Linked DNA regions of Oryza sativa: region 2 is linked to region 1. A link is a contact called in public HiCAR-type data. All regions are on one chromosome and are shown on one strand. The core of a region is the stretch at or near the end of the contact, and the rest is flanking DNA. Distances in the headings are between cores, read along the strand shown. Region 1 holds the start of LOC4341131 (pentatricopeptide repeat-containing protein At3g53360, mitochondrial). Region 2 holds the start of LOC4341140 (probable methionine--tRNA ligase).

Evidence for each region. HiCAR-type assays count read pairs that join an accessible place to other places.
Region 2: a HiCAR-type map of leaf shows a contact between it and region 1, with 2.7 times the contacts expected there. The contact joins the promoter of LOC4341140 here to the promoter of LOC4341131 in region 1. A contact is called at or near these places in 3 of 15 Hi-C or Micro-C datasets (leaf mesophyll, panicle and seedling) and 1 of 4 datasets of contacts at active chromatin or transcription factors (leaf).

What each region holds. Positions count from the first base shown.
Region 1 is chr6:18,845,769-18,848,975 of ASM3414082v1, forward strand. LOC4341131 (pentatricopeptide repeat-containing protein At3g53360, mitochondrial) reads left to right here and starts at 1,433. Exons shown (of 5, transcript XM_015787806.3): 1 at 1,433-3,207. The coding sequence starts at 1,551.
Region 2 is chr6:19,002,484-19,005,944 of ASM3414082v1, forward strand. It overlaps LOC4341140 (probable methionine--tRNA ligase), which reads right to left and starts at 1,638. Exons shown (of 17, transcript NM_001423994.1): 1 at 1,467-1,638; 2 at 1,199-1,343; 3 at 556-709; 4 at 319-474; 5 at 1-206. The coding sequence starts at 1,581. It overlaps LOC136356848 (a long non-coding RNA gene), which reads left to right and starts at 3,077. Exons shown (of 2, transcript XR_010741875.1): 1 at 3,077-3,404.

The DNA.
Region 1 (3,207 bases), core at 183-2,682:
AACTCCAATTCAAATTTCTACATATTTTTAACCCTCAACTATCCACTCACCCACAAACATATCTCACCCCAACTATACATTATTTTTTTCATGATTTTATCTTGCACTAGTTATTTTTTAGAAATTAACTAAGATTAAGTTTACATATAAGTTCCTATTGTAAAAATGTATTTAGGTGATTGTAAAATTTATATTGAATTGTACTATGGGTCGGTTATTATTGCCCGAGTTTCATTTTAGACTAGGTTATATCTAATGTTTTCACTTTGGTTCAGGTTTTCTTACTTTCTGTTGCACATTGGACTATTTTTTTTGTGATTTCATTAGCGAGCTTACCAGCAACATAATAAACCAATCAATATTCCATCTGACCTTGATTTCTTTTACTCCTTGATTTAGCTGCTTGACTTCTACCATTTTCCCCTTAAAAAAATCAAGTGAGCTTAGAGCAAATCACTGTATTGAGCTTGCAAGCGACACTGCGACAGCTACAACAACCAGCTATCACCAGGCTTGATTTTGCTGGTTCCTCAAGCTCAGGAACAGAGCAGAGAGAGAAGGGATCCCAGTGTTTTGATTGATCATCCACGGCGCAGCTGCTTAATAGAGAAAAGGAGGGAAGAGAAGAGATGGAGAAGAAGGGTGGTCCAATTTGAAATTTTTGTAAATTTATCTAGTCCAAAGTGATAAGATAACTTCACCCCTTGTTCAAAGTGAAACTTAGGTAAAAATTCCTAGCCCAAAGTGCAATTGACTCTTTTCTATATCTCTTTGCGTAAGACTATTATGTTTCTTTTATATATAAAACTAGGTGAAACCCCACACATTGCTGTGTGAGTTTAGTATGATAGCACTAAGTTAAGTAATGTGTAAGATAGCTAGACAATATAAACTTATATAAGTTAACATGGTTCATGATAGTTTAAATTTAAATAGTATATAGAACGATAATTTAAATGTAAAAGTAAGTTGTTATAGTCTTATGAGAAAAGAAAAGGAGATAGAGAGAGTTTGGATAATAGAATAATCATCTAATGGCTAAAAACAATTGAGATGATATGACTTAATAAAAGAAAAAAATAAGGGAGATAATTTGGACCATAGGACAAAAACAATTGATGTGATATTGCTTAGTGAGAGAAGAGAGAGAACATTAACTAAGTTAGGAGTTATAATAAACTATATATGTATATAAGATGTTATAAAAAAAGATGAAGAGACATTTAAATATTATATGAATTATGTGTGATGATGATATAATATGCTTGCATTTGAAAAGCTATAAAATTTAATAAATTATAAAATTATAGATAATATAAGCATGATGTTTATATGTAATAGAGTAAATAAAGAACAAAAAAGAAAGAGCACTACAAAAATGGTAACCAATCAGCAACTAATTAAAAAGCTCACATCTTGTCCGTTCTCTCCCGATCGGACGGCTGCTACGCCATCAGAGCAGCTCCAGAAGCCACCGCGCCAGTGCGCCACTGCTAAGTGGCCCCCTCCCAACTCCGACGACCCCGCCGCCGCCACCGCCGCCGCCGCCGATGCAGAACCCCAACGGCACCATCCTCCAGCTCTACCACGCCGGCAGGCTCGCCGCCGCCCTCCGCGCCTTCGAGTCGCTCCCCTCCTCCTCCCCCGCCTCCGCCGCCGCCGCCCCAGCCCCTCTCACCGCCGCGACCTACGCCGCCCTCGTCTCCGCGTGCTCCCGCCTGCGCTCCCTCCCGCAAGGCCGCCGCGTCCACCGCCACCTCGTGGCCTCCTCATCCTCCTCGCCGGATGCACAGCTCGCTGGGAACACCGTCCTCGGCAACCACCTCATCACCATGTACGGGCGGTGCGCCGCCCCGGACTCCGCCCGCCAGGTGTTCGACGAAATGCCCGCCAGGAACCCCGTCTCCTGGGCCTCCGTCATCGCCGCGCACGTGCAGAACGGCCGCGCCGGTGACGCTCTCGGGTTGTTCTCGTCCATGCTACGGTCAGGAACTGCCGCAGACCAGTTTGCCCTCGGCAGTGCCGTGCGTGCTTGCACGGAGCTTGGGGACGTCGGCACCGGGAGGCAGGTGCATGCGCATGCGTTGAAGTCAGAGAGAGGCAGTGACCTGATTGTGCAGAACGCACTCGTCACAATGTACTCCAAGAATGGCTTGGTTGACGATGGATTCATGCTCTTTGAGAGGATTAAAGATAAAGACTTAATTTCCTGGGGGTCAATTATCGCTGGGTTTGCTCAACAAGGTTTTGAAATGGAGGCACTACAGGTTTTCAGGGAGATGATTGTTGAGGGCTCGCATCATCCGAACGAGTTTCATTTTGGTAGTGCCTTTCGTGCATGTGGGGCTGTGGGCAGCTGGGAGTATGGAGAGCAGATTCATGGCTTATCCATCAAGTATAGGTTGGACCGTGATTTATATGTAGGATGCTCACTGAGCGACATGTATGCGCGATGCAAGAATCTGGACTCTGCAAGGGTAGCATTTTACAGGATTGAGGCACCGGATTTAGTTTCTTGGAATTCCATAGTAAATGCATACTCTGTTGAGGGCCTACTTAGTGAGGCCTTGGTCCTGTTCTCTGAGATGAGAGACTCTGGTTTGAGGCCTGATGGTATTACTGTTAGGGGCCTGTTGTGTGCATGTGTTGGCCGTGATGCCCTATATCATGGTAGGCTGATCCACTCCTACTTGGTCAAATTGGGTTTAGATGGGGATGTTTCAGTCTGCAATTCTTTACTCAGCATGTATGCAAGGTGTTCAGATTTATCCTCTGCGATGGATGTTTTTCATGAGATAAAGGATCAGGACGTTGTAACCTGGAACAGCATTCTTACTGCCTGTGCCCAACACAACCATCCGGAAGAAGTCCTGAAGTTGTTTAGTCTCTTGAACAAGTCTGAACCGAGTCTGGATAGGATTAGTTTAAACAATGTACTGAGTGCTTCTGCTGAATTGGGTTACTTTGAAATGGTGAAACAGGTTCATGCATATGCTTTCAAGGCAGGACTAGTGGATGATAGAATGCTTAGTAATACTCTAATTGACACTTATGCTAAATGTGGGAGTTTAGATGATGCCATGAGACTCTTTGAAATAATGGGAAACAATCGTGATGTGTTCTCTTGGAGCAGCTTGATTGTTGGATATGCCCAATTTGGTTATGCAAAGGAAGCATTTGATTTATTTTCGAGGATGAGAAGCCTAG
Region 2 (3,461 bases), core at 388-2,887, 160 kb after region 1:
ACAGGAACACCCCACTTGAGATCTCGGGTGATACAGCGTGGCTTCAAACCTTCCTTCAGCCATGCGTTTGTTGCCTGAATAGCATTTTGACTCCACATACCAGCTACAGAAGTTTCATTGATATAGTTTACCAACTTGTCGCTCAAAAGAGGAAGCTCAAGGAATAAGTGATCTGTGTCACGGACACGTGGAGTATTCTTACAGACCTACAGAAAGATAGAGGGCAAAAGGAAAGCATAATTAAAACTTCACAGTACTCTATGTGCTTTGTATCATGCAGCAATAAAAAAATGATGCTCAATGAACAAATTAGCTTACCTTACACTTGGGATCAATTAGCTCAGTTGGATTCAACAATTTGCTGCAGTTTTCACACTGATCACCTCGCGCCGCCTCATAATTACAGCCTTCAGTTGGACATTTCCCCTCCACGAGCCTATCCGCTAAAAATCGTTGGCAAGTATCACAGTACAGCTGCAAAAGGAATATATATTGTGTAAAAGATAGAATATGAAAAGACAGATACACAGGGATAAGACCAAGAATCATCTATACCTGCTGCATGGTGTTTTCTGTGAGCCAATTGTTTTCCATCAACTTTTGGAAAATTGCTTGGCAGACTTCAGTCTGTTGGGGAGAGGATGTCCGTCCAAACTTGTCAAACTTTATGTCAAACCATTTGTAAACCTCACTATGGACAGCATGATACCTATTTTCAACAGGAAAAGCTCTCTATGAAGAAAATGCCTTCGCTTTTCATGTGCTAAGTTTACAGGACATGAAAGAAAGGCAACTGACTCATGCATTTGTGAACTACAACTAAAAAAAAGTTTGCGATGGTCTTTCCAAAAATTATGGGATCTGTCACTCTACATCACTTTCAATTGTTTACGAACATACTTGGCACGTCATATTACTTAATGCGCATAATCTTATGGTTGTAAGCAGAGAGTGCGACCACCAACCGCCACTGTCGATGAGTGTCATGGAAAATAAAAAATCTATAAGTGCATCTGCTGCGACTAGTCAATTCAATTCGTCAGCTCATATTGAAGCTAAACCACACTGTTTTTGTACTAACTAGTGCCATCGCAACCAAAATTATAATAAACCCAGACAAAATCCTATATACGATTACTAACAGGGTGAGAGAGACCAAATTAAATTAGAAGCAGAGGGAAGGTGAAGCCTCTCTCACTTGTCGCAGATCTCCTTGGGCGAGCACTTCTCCTCCATGGCCTTGGTCTCGGTGGCCGTCCCGTACTCGTCGGTGCCGCATATGTAGATGACGTTGTAGCCCCGCAGCCGGCAGTAGCGCGCGAACACGTCGGCGCTGAGCACGCCTGCATCGCAACCGCCACCATCAATCAATCAATCAACCAATCAATCAGCAGCAAGAACTAGCTGAATCCGTCAGCGCAAGGAAAGCTAACAAACAAAAAGCAAAATCGAGGGAGGAGGCTCACAGCCGATGATGTTCCCGAGGTGAGGGACGTTGTTGACGTAGGGCAGCGCGCTGGTGACGAGGATGTTGCGGCGGCCGGGGACCGGCAGCTTCGGAGGCGGCGGCGGCGACGCCATGGGGTAGACGAGAGGAGGTTTAGGGTTGGGGAGGAGCAGGTGGGGGGAGTGGAGGCTGTCCTTTGGTGTTGTCAAATGAAATTCTAATGAGGTAATAGTGGGCCGGACTGGCCCATAACTCTATTTTGTTTTTGCAATAAGTTCACTAGAGATCCCTCAAAATAGACGGCGAATTCTATTCACCTCCCTCAAGGCAAAACAAAACAGGTTATTAAGTGTCCTCCAACATGCAAAATCAGTACAAATTGAGTTCCTAAGCAGTATTGAGGGCGGTTTTGACTGACATATATGGCACTTGTTAACTTGGTCTTTATTCCATGTGGTGCTTACGTGTTACTAGAATCAAAATAAAAATAAAAATACCAATCAGACCTACATGTAAGGGAGAATATGATTATTATTAGAGAAAAATTAAACAAATATGTGAGTCCACGTATTTAGTAATAATCTACCCTATAATAATTCACCAACTTACTCAAACACCTACATTACTCATTCATCAAATCCAACGGCTGATAATACGTGAATCCAGCGGCTCAGATAATCTCCCCTCCTCCGCGTGTGATCCCCAATCACGCCCTCCTCAGGCGGACACGGTCGCCCGTTGCGTACTCCCCTCCGCAGATCGCTCCAACCTCCTCCCATCCCTGTTCACCGGCCTCTCCTCCTCTGCGCACTCCCCATCGTGCCGATCCCCTCCGCCGCCAGTTCGCCGCTGCGCCGTGGTGGCCTTGCCTCACCTCGCCGCCAACCCCCACCTCAAACCCTAACTCCCTCCCTCACGCGCTGCACCGCCGATACCCCACCCGCTGCTAGTTCCTGTCACCCTCTCCATCGCCACGCAGCACGCAACCTCGCGCGCCCTCCCTTGACCTTTCTCCGCATCCTGTGCTCCGCCGCGGCCGACGACTCAAGATTTGTAAAAATAACAAAGAGAGCCTTTGCTCTGGGCCTCCCACTGCTGTGCCAAGGGAATCATATCATAGTACCTATACATCTTTCGAAAGATTTTTATAATCGTATCACACAGATTTTTAATCTTTGTATTAAAATCCGATAGATATAATAAAAAGAAAAAGCAATTAAGAAACACCATAATGAACATTAAATTACCATATCCTCAAGAAAAAGACCAAATCAAATACAAAATTTAAAATTTACATGTGAAGATTCAAAAATTACAGTGTAACTTACAAAAGTTACAGTGTAAGTTTCATAAATTACACTGTAACTTACAAGAAAATACACTGTAAATTTGAGTAAGAAAATCGAGTGAGAGATAAGAAAAAATCTTTCGAGTGAGATATAGCAAAATCGTTAAATCTTTAGTTTTCCTCAGCCACTATGGACAGTGAATCGGCCCCTGAGAGGCCTCCGATCTGCTACAGTATAACAGTGCCCTTTCCCCACATCAGCCGTCCGATCCGGCAGTCATGGCACATCACAACCGTCCACCTCCCCATCACCTCCCCCAATTCCCAGTTGGTCGTGCCCTAATCCCTCATTTCCTCTCCCCTTCCTACGCGCCGCCGCCGCCGCCACCGCGACTCCTCACATTCGTCCCCACCACATCCGAGCCAGCGGCCGCCCGCCCGCCGTCGCTACCTCCTCCTCGAGCCAGCGGCCGGCACCACCACCTTCCCATGGAGCCAGCGACCGGCGCTATGTCCTCACGGAGCCAGGCGCAGTGCCATCTTCTCGCGGAGTCACTGGCCCGCACCGCCGCTACCTTCTCCTCATAGAGCCAGGGATGTCGAGACCATCGCCGTCTGTGTCCGCTTCTTCGCACAGCTACGCCAGCTTGCGGCCACTACTACACTAGGGTCTGACTTGCTCTTCTTGTGCATGCTTGCTTCTATACCTTCTACATTGATCAATTC